Regions from separate parts of the Mus musculus genome. Here region 1 is linked to region 2. Evidence: chromatin contacts called from public ChIA-PET data. All regions are on one chromosome and are shown on one strand. Each heading gives the region's core, a stretch centred on a gene start, on an enhancer-like site or on the middle of the called end of the contact. The rest is flanking DNA. Distances are from core to core; before and after follow the strand shown. Region 1 overlaps Adck1 (aarF domain containing kinase 1). Region 2 holds the start of Adck1 (aarF domain containing kinase 1).

The links. ChIA-PET counts read pairs in DNA pulled down with a chosen protein or histone mark.
Region 1: an RNA polymerase II ChIA-PET map of memory CD8 T cells shows a contact between it and region 2, with 22 read pairs. The contact joins the enhancer-like site here to the promoter of Adck1 in region 2. A contact is called at or near these places in 1 of 15 datasets of contacts at CTCF or cohesin (the G1E-ER4 cell line), 1 of 484 Hi-C or Micro-C datasets (CD4 T cells), 3 of 115 datasets of contacts at active chromatin or transcription factors (embryonic stem cells, large pre-B cells and memory CD8 T cells) and 1 of 9 other capture datasets (liver).

The regions. Positions count from the first base shown.
Region 1 is chr12:88,404,855-88,409,627 of GRCm38.p6, forward strand. All of the region lies in intron 4 of Adck1 (aarF domain containing kinase 1), which reads left to right. Among named protein-coding and RNA genes, the nearest start is that of 3200001D21Rik, 30 kb to the left of the region's middle. Within about 2 kb of position 3,462, at least 45 of the 459 cell types and tissues checked have an H3K27ac peak or open chromatin away from gene starts, as enhancers often do. A contact at or near this core is called in memory CD8 T cells, where this site is marked.
Region 2 is chr12:88,358,151-88,363,156 of GRCm38.p6, forward strand. It overlaps Adck1 (aarF domain containing kinase 1), which reads left to right and starts at 2,364. Exons shown (of 11, transcript NM_001277297.1): 1 at 2,364-2,445. It also overlaps the pseudogene Gm5655.

The sequences.
Region 1 (4,773 bases), core at 2,212-4,711, 48 kb after region 2:
CATCCACAGAGTCCCTGAGAGTCTTTTGTGTATTCAAACCTTTTCCTGTTCCAGGTTGTTGAGGCTGGCCTGAGAGGGTGTCCCCACTATAGGGATGGGATATAAGACAGAGACAACATCATTGCTGTGTTCTTTGCCCCCTGATAACACTTGGTTCCAGGTGAGGTCCTACCCCTGGACATCAGGTGGTACCACGGTACAGAGAAAAAGGTCACTGAAGGTCTTCATCTGTGCATAGGGACTGGCTCAGAAGAGTTCTGGGGGCCACTAAGCTAAGTGAAAGGCAGCAGAAAATAATAGGAGAAGGCCCAAGAGCTGGTGGGGCTTAAAGTGACAGGGACATTTTCTCCTGTCTCAGAAGTGACCTTGGTCTGGACTGAGTTGAGTATCTCAGCTGTTCTCCTGACTACTCTTAGGGCCACAGGTCCAAATGCAGTATCTCGTTTGGTCAGCAGGTGGCACCTGAGTTTACAAGTCAGGGATATGTGTTGGAGCCCTGGCCCTTTCCTCACAAGGGGTACCCTGAAGGATGAGATTCAGGCTCTTTTTATTCTTGGGCATGGTCCAAGGAGACCAGACTGATATCCACCACAATTGGGGCAGGTACAGGCCCGAGTCATGAGTCAGTTGACTGTTGCTGAAGTTTGAGTAACTGTCCTCTAAAGATCTGTGTTTTAAAAGGCCCTAGCTTTGGAGTCAGGCCATCCACCTGTAGTAGAAAGGACCTACTGGGAGGAGTTAGGCCACCTAGAACTGTAATAGTTACTCTTCTTGTTGATGTGGTAAATATGTGAGAAGAAGTAACTTAGGAAAGGAGGCGTTTATTTGGTTCTCGTTGTGAAGGTAAAGTGTGGCGGCATGTCCGAGGCTGTCACAATGCACCTGTCACCAGGAGGTAGAGGACAATGAACACCACTGATTAGCTCTGTCTCCTTTTATTCAGTATGGGACCCTAGCCTGCCACACGCTTTTAAGGTGTGTCTGCTTACCTCAACTAACCCAATATAGAGAATTATTTATAGACACTGGGAGCAGGTTAATTTCTGTGGCAGTTCTGATAACCATTATTACATTGATTGCCAAGACTGACCATCACAGGGACCCTTGATGGGATTTGTTAGCCTCATCTCTCTTTGCTTCCTGATCATTAAACAAGCATTCTGCCCCCACCCCACCCGCTCTCAGTCTTTGGTCTCATGCATGAGTCCTATGAAGAAGTGTGAGCCTCCTCCAGTTATAACAGCCTGTGATTTGGAGGCTCAGCACCTGATCTTCCTCTTCCTTCTTTTTCTTGCTTGTAGAAACAGCTGGCATATGTGGGAACAGGAGCAGGTTTTAGACCCTGATGTGGCCAATTATGGTTTGACCTCACTCCAGACCCCATCGTGTGAGATAGGTTGATCAAGGTAATGCCCGGTTACACGAGGGTCCAACGGGTTTGCAGGAGAGAGAGGGATCTCATTCAAGCAAATGGAGACTTTCTGAAGCGTGTGGCATGTGACCCAGGTTCTTCAAAGATGAGCGGGATTAGCAAAGTTACAGATGGGAGGAAGGGCACACTGGGGGTGATGTGGGCTCAGCCAAGGTGTAGTGGTAGGGGAGGCAGAAGCTGGGAGGTGGCTGAGCTTTGTTGACTAGACTGTAGTGTTTAGGAGCTGAGGCCACGTTCTGAAAGGCCTGCAATGTTCTTTTCAGGATGTGAGTCTGAGGGCATGGATGAACTGGAGAGGAGACTGAGCAGGGGACGCTGAAGAGACTGACCTAGAGATAAGGGAGAAAGAAAGGCAGGATACGCTGAGCCTGGTTGTCTCAGTGATGCAGAGATGTGGTTACCTTGTTGTTTGTTTTTTATTTCTCAAGACAGGGTTTCTCCGTGTAGCCCTGGCTGTGCTGGAACTCACTCTGTAGTCCAGGCTGGCCTTGTACTCACAGAGATCTGCCTTCCTCCCCTTCCCAAGTGCTGGGATTAAAGGCATGCGCCCTCATGTCCAGCAGATGTGGTTATTTTTTATAAGTGGGCAAGTAAAGTAAGCAGAGTTCAGGGTTAGTGGCGCCCAGGAAGTGATCATAATGATTATCAGCTACACTGGCACTGCCATCTTTGTCAGCTACACTGGCACTGCCGTCTTTAATTGCAGACACACTCCTGCATAGGCATGTCTCTCCACGGACACAAGCGAGTCAGGATGTAACATGTTTACAGATGATCCAAGCACGTAGACACGGTATGGACATCCATATCGTAGTTCTCGAGATGCTGGGATCATGAGTTTGAGGCCAGCCTGCGATATGTGAGTGAGGCTATACTGAAATAAAGGAAAAGAAAACAGAGCAAGCAAAATGGAAACCATGGACAGAGGCTCCTTCACCCCTAAAATTTTAGGAGAAGTTAAAGAGAATGACGTCACTGGCTACAGTTGAGTCTAGAAACACCAGCCTTTCTTAAGGGAAGCCCTTGCTTGGTTTGTGACCTCTGAAACATGTTTATGTCTGTCTTTTGTCATTGAACTCCCCTACCAGGGGTGCAGGGATATAGAATTGACTTTATTTTGTTGTTAATAGTTGCTAGGGATGGATGCAATGTGTTTTCATGAGTGCTATATGTTATAGGGACTTAGTGTTCTCCGTGGAACATGAGGCTGGAATTTCTGTGGAGATTCAGAAGAGATATAGGGGTGCTGTTGTATACCAGGTACATACATTCATTTTTGTATGAGCTCACAGGGGCACGTGGAGGATGATTGGTCATGTTTTGTTCTGGGTTGAATCAAAAGTTCAGAAAAGATAGGAAACTCCTGCCCTAAAGATGTCAGCTGCTTATTCAACATGGTGGTCCTGGCCAGAAAGACAACACTGTGGGGTACAAGGACCCACCAGAACAAAGACAGGAAGGAAGGAGAGGTAGGTGAAGCGATAGTCTGGGCAGGGAGCACAGAAGTGCTGCTGGCTCACGGAAATCTTGGTGAAGTGTCCCCTGCAGGCAGCTTTTCCCTTGGGCTCTTGCCTCTTCACTAGGGCTGGGAACAGTTTCATTCCTATGTTATTCTGGGTTATTCAGAAGACACTGAAGAAATGAGACATGATTGTATTGTATCTCGGATGTATGCATGTTTATAGATATGTAGAAAGATAGATTTGTTTAAAACCTGGATTATGTGATTGTCTAGGCTGACAAGTCCAAAACTGGCAGAGCGGTCATGCCAGAATCCTAGTAAGAACCAGTAGTGTAGTTCAGGTTCAACCGTGAAGGCCATCTGCTGGCAGGATCCCCTCTTGCTTCAGGGATATCATCTGATCGCATGAGGCCCACTCACATATGGAGGGCAACCTGTTTTACTAATAAATTGGATGCGAAGGTCTGTAGTCCCAGTACTGTGGAGGTGGAGACAGGAGCATTGAGAGTTGGAGGCCAGCCTGGTCTACATGGTGAGGCAATGTCTTACAACCCAGGGGCTGGGTTTTGGATTTCCTGTGTAGCTCAGTGGAAGAGTGCTTGCCTAGCTTTCTCAAGGCTCTGGCTCTGACGTCAGTCCCCAGGCAAAAAAAAAAAAAAAGAAAAGAAACGGAAAATCCATGTATAGTAACATTTACTCCAGTATCTGAGCGCAGTGACCTAGGCAGGACGGAGCACAGACGAACCACCTCAGTTCTCCATGTGGCCCTTGAGGGGACCTTCACGTGACCCTTGATGTTTGCATTGAATCAATACAATAGTAGTTTTGTGGCCTCGGTCTATTTCCTGTTTCTTTTTCTGTAGACTGGGAAGGTGAGCTCAGGCGGACTGTTAGAGCACTGTACTCTCTGACCTCCTGTTAGGCATGGTATTTCTTGAGCTCCCCCTGTGCAGAAATTGTGTTAGCCCTTCTCCCTGGGGGGTGGGGAGGGGGTGCTTGCTCCCTGGTTCCTGGTCCCTGGTGTTCATACTCTGGCCGGGCCTGCTGAGGTCAGCCTGCCTCACTGGCCTGCAGTCATCTATAGGATCTCATTGTTCGGCTCAGCTGTCCTTTGACCTGCTTCTCCTGGCCTGAATGCCACCTTTGTTTGTCCTGGCACCCATCTTGTCTCCCAGATTGTCGCTAAGAAGGCCACCAAGTGAGTGTTCTGGGAATGGAACAGAAGGATCTGGTAGCCATGCAGCTGGGATGAAGAAGCAGGGGGAGGGGGAAGGGAGCATTACCCTCCTCCTGGCTTGTCCTCATCCTGCCTTCCCAGCAGATCTCAATAAAAAAAAAAAATACATTTATATTAAAAACATAATGAAGAATAAAAAACATTTTTCCTCAATAATGCCAAACATCAAAAGGAGATTTTTATCAATTATGAGAGAGAAAGATTTTGGCCATAAAATGGTAATTTAATGAGTAGGAGACGGATGGCGGGAAGCATTAATGTCAGCCACAATGGATGGCCTGCCATTAGTCACTGGAGGAGAGGCAGGCGAGTAGTGGCCACACAGCCTGGATAGTCCTTTTTTTGATGTCCCCAACCCTAGCCCCGTCCTTCTTAATCTGATCCTCTTGTTGTCTGCTGAGTCTCTGCTCCGGCCGTTTTCTAGCTCTGCCCTGGCTCAGCCTGGCCCCCTCTCCCCCACCGCTCAGTCTTGCCTCCCGGCACCTTCCCTCTGTTGATTGTAACTTTTTTGTCCTTTCTTTTCTTCTTGAGACAGGGTCTCTCTATGTAGTTCTGGGTGTTTTGGGTTTCACCCTGTAAACCAGGCCAGCCTCGAACTCATAGAAATCCACCTCCTCTGTCTCCAAGGGCTGGGATTTAAGG
Region 2 (5,006 bases), core at 1,114-3,613:
TTTTTGTTTTTTTTGTTTTTTTTTTTTTTGTATTTTTCATGGCTTCTTTTTCTTTTTTTTAATTTATTTTTTATTAGACATTTTCTTTATATAGATTTCAAATGCTATCCTGAAAGTTCCCTATACCCTCCCCCACGCCCTGCTCCCCTACCCACCCACTCCCACTTCTTGGCCCTGGCATTCCCCTGTACTGGAGCATATAAAGTTTGCAATACCAAGCGGCCTCTCTTCCCAGTGATGGCTGACTAGGCCATCTTCTGTGTAGCTGTTCTTATATACACCAGGAGAGCGCATCCAATCCCATTACAGATGGATGTGAAACACCTTGTGGTTACTGTAAATTGAACTCAGGACCTCTGGAAGAACAGTGTTCTTAACTGCTGAGCCATCTCTCCAGCCCTTGCTAACTCTCTCTCTCTCTCTCTCTCTCTCTCTCTCTCTCTCGCTGTTGTTGTTAAACAGTTTAATTTTTTTGACCTCCAGCTTTGTTTGTTTGTTTTTAAATAACTTAACAGTCACACCTCTAAGTTGGTGTACTATGTACAGATCATACAGAATGAATATGAAGAGATATAAATTGGTCATGCCAAAAAAGATTGACTAGAGTACAGAGTCATCTTCATAAATACATATAAAATTCTTATGAAGATAGAGGGGATTGCCAGGTTTTCTGAGGCACTTTCCAAAGTTATTCAAGGCACAAAATATACACCATTGTGAATATACATATTCTAGACTTTGTGTCTCTGACACAGCCCAAAGATTTGGCTTCATGGCTATTATAACACTAAATATACTGAATGAAATGGTTTCTTGGGTGAAAAAGCCAGACCAATAACCATCATATAGATAATTACTCCAAAATATGGAGAATACAAATACAAGCACTGTATTTTAAAAAGCAAACACAAAAGATCATGTAAATCCAAAAGTGTTAATTGTTTCAAGTTTCCATTTTGGATCATTTAGAATCTAGACAAGTTGGTTCCCAGCTTATCCATCACTTGTCTGTAGTAAGGAAAATGATTCTAAAAAGTCAACATGGTTTTCAGTATTTAAAAAATAGGTAAAAAGTATGTAAAAGCCTCGAGAGACCAATAATATCCAATAGCTTCAAAAGATAAACTAAAGACCCTTAGATGTAATCAACTTTACCAACATCTGTCCGTGTCTGTTTAATATTTACAGGGAAAATATACTCACTATAATTTTTTATAGAATGGCAAGTAGGAAGTTGATGTAGGAGATGTAGAAGGGCAAAGAGAACTCAGAAAGTCTTTCTATTATGTAACTTTTGCTTTAGAATCATCAAAAAGCAACTACTTCCCCTCATACTCCTTTAAGTTTTGCACTGCATAGGAAATTTCATTCTCAACTCCATTCATGTTAACGCCTGTTGGGTCACTGGAGTCTTCGTTCCTGTCAGATTCGTGGGTCCCATTAGTATCATTAGTTTCAGAATTTCTATTGTCAGTGAATGGGGTCCCAACCACCTTATCAGGATTAGATGTTTTGTTGGACAGCTCATAGTCTGCTTTGCTCTTTTGTCCTCCAAGAAGTCCAATACCTTCTACATTTTTTTTATTGTTGTTGTTCAAAACCTTTTCCACCAAATCTAATTGATACTTCATCGTCATAATTTTCAGCCACCCCCTTGCTTCCTCCTCATTCAGTGGCTCTGTCTTACCTATTTCACACATCTGGTCAACCACAAAATTCCCCTCATCGAGTTCTAGACTGTTAAAAGCCAGGGACTTTAACAGATGCAGTAGAGTTTGTGCCCACTACTAATAGTAATGCCACTGTGCATTGCAACAGCAAATAATCCATAGCTGTCATTAGTCGGCTTGGTGCTCCATTCTTCTAGTGACAGCTTAAGAGGTATCAACAAAGGAGTGTTGGTCTTGGAAAGTCCACCACCATAACAATCAAACTCCAGTAGCAGCAAAGCATTTCAGATGAATAGTGATAATAGGCATTTTGTCAAACCAGAGACTTCGCTTTGCTTCCGTATAATAATGGCAATTTTCACAGAAATATTTAACCTCTCCTACAATTCTCTCCACTGAAACAAGGTTTCATTTCATTTCTCTCAAGGTCTTCGTTTCAACAGGAATAGCTGACTCACTCATTAGAATTCTAATTAGAATCTAATGCCTACTTAAAATCTACAGATCCAGAATTACATCATCCATTAAACATGGATCTATACTTTGACTCCTTAAATTATTCTCAGTATGATTCTTTGTCGGTATCTTAGCAGACAAGGAAAGGTTTTCCTCTGGCTCAGGGACCACAGCTGTGGCCTCTAGTCTAAGGAACAGAAAAGAACTACAAATCCCGGCAGGCCTCGCGGCACCGGCTTCTGTAGGCGCTCTGGTGGCGAAAGCACTGTTTCCTGGAATTTGGGTTCCGGGCTGCGCGGCGCAGCTTCCCTACCCTCTGGTGAGTAGCACCCGCGCACAGAGTCCTGGCCAATCCCGCTGCCAGATTGTGCGGGACGTGGAGAGCGGTGGGTCCGGTGCAGATGTGCTCCGCGACGTTTGAGCTCAGGCTCTGCCGCCCAGACGAAGCTGGGAGGAAACTCGAGCCTGTGACCCTGTCACCCTAGCTGGCGAAACCACGTGGTTCAGGTGACTCGCAGTGCCCCGCCCCCTTGGCTGTGACTCTCTCGCTCGGTGTCCTAGAGGTCCTTAGTGTGGACTGGCCACTTGGGTGGCCCAACCTTGCGTGCCCTGGAGTAGGCAGAGGTGAAGAGGGGCTACGAGTGGCTCCGCCGGCAGCCTTCAGACATCGGTGACCTTGTGGGCTCCCACGCAGAGGTAGCTGGGGCGATGAGCGTGGAGTGGTGAAGAGCAGGGGCCTCCCCAGAAGTCAGGTCACCTAGGCTTGCTACAGGCTCCAGTCTCCTTAACTCCCCAGTACCTTGGAGACTTCCAGTGCTTCCAGCAGATGTGCGGAGAGAAGACTTTCATAGTACAGCTGTCCCAGACTTCGTTGACATTTACTTGCCACGAAAGTGAGAAGCTTAGCGCTTAGTAGGCGCTCAAGATATAGTTGCGGAGTTGCTAGGAATTGGATTTTGTCCTGTGACAATTTTTCTTTAAGCGTCTTCTTGTCACTGTGGTTCACAGGCTGTGTGTATGTAGTGTGCAGCAGAGTGATGTGGAGGGCTTGTTACTACACAGAATTCAGCCCACTTCCTCTTTAAACTTCTGATTTTAGTGTGATATTTGAACTCTGGGATCGGCATGTCCAACATGAACCCAGGAGATGCCATGTCGCTACCCCGGGGACTATAAGTTTGAATGCTATTTTATAAGAAAAAGTCCATATCGATTTGTCACACTGGGTTATGGTGTGTGTGTGTGGGGGTGGGGGGTGGGGTGGGGGGTGGTTGTGTCCCTGTGGCTAGCTTCGATATTGTAGTTGTAGCACTCATGGCACCTGCTTTACACACTGCAACCCAACCCCATTACTTTATGTACATATATCCATGTAGTTTTGCCACCTGGGTCCTTTTTATCCTGGATTATATTCTCTCTTATTTTACTGTGGTATTTGGCTGATACTCAACGGGCCTTATGGTGTGAGATTTTAACTTCTGAGAGAATTTATCACACTTTATTTCTTTCCAAACATACCCCCTCAGTCCCCTCCTTGCCAGAGACTGGACTGGTGAATGGCTAGAGTGCTTGGTATAGCCATCCATCCCTGTCTTGTCTCCCAGTAGGACACACCCTGCCTGGGTTATCTAGGACTAAATGTCCGAGACAGAGAACCACTGGCCACTCCAGCCAATTCCTTGTTCATATGCACTCTGTTGGCGGCACAGACACACGTGGACTCTAGCATTTGTTCCCTTGGCTCCTTTGGGCAATTTCTTCTACTGCCTTGTCTGTAGAGTGAAGCTCCAGTGGTCTGTACTTGAGAATCTAGTTGTGCAAGTTATGTGAGCTATTTATTTGAGCACTTCTGGAAGCTCACTCACTTCTCTTACCTGCTGCCCGCTGCTCTTGCCCTTGAGTTGTTAGTCCCCCTTCCTAAGGTGAGCTGAGTGGAAAAAGTTCTCTTGTGCTGGGGGAGATTTATCTTGCTTATCTGCTGAGAAACCTTGGCATTGGTCTGGGATTCCTTAGTTTAATTAGTATTGATCCAAGCAAGTTCTGTCCATTACACACTAAGAAGTGTAGTTAAAACTCACTCTTGCATTGAACGTTACCTAACTGTAGGATGGGGAAGACTGGGAGCCTCCTCAGGCCATGTTCCTGGGCATGGATTCGTCATTGCCTGCTTTCTCCAAGAGTATATTTGGGTCTTTTCTGGTTTGGAAAGTGTTCCAGAAAGAAAAACAAAAACAAAATGTATATTTGCCCAATAATCTCTATAGGAAATGGAAGGTAGCCAGGGTCACTGTTGGGGACAAATAGAGTTTTCTTCCTAAATGACTCCCCTCAGCAGGGTTCTCTTCTTCACCGAGGTGGTGTGGAGGTGGGGGTGAGTGGGGATGTAATTTCAGACCTGCATTCTCAGGGTGTCACCTGAGGAGGGGCAGGGAGTAGATGGTAGTTGGGAAGTCTATTTACATAAGTGCTTGGTTTCTTCATTAGTTCTATCCTTGAGATGGGCTTTTAAAAGAGGATTTATTTATTTATTTTGATTTCATGTGCACTGTCTGCATGCAGGTCTGAGGGAGTGTCTGATCTCTTGAAATTGGAGTTACAGACAGTTGTGAGCAGCCGTGTGTGCTCTTAACTGCTGAGCAAACTCTCCAGCCCCCGAGATGGACATTTTTAATTGATCACCTACTTGTCCGGCTTCCTGAACACATGGATTCATGAGGAACTGGGGTGTCTCCTCTGGCCCTGAGACAGAGTTCACTGTCATTGATTTGATGATTAAGCAGCTATACCACTGCTTCGGGCTCAAATGTGTTATTTCTAGTGAGGACTATTGCTTGATCTTTGACATGCTATTGATTTCCAGAGCTCCAGACACTGCCTTCC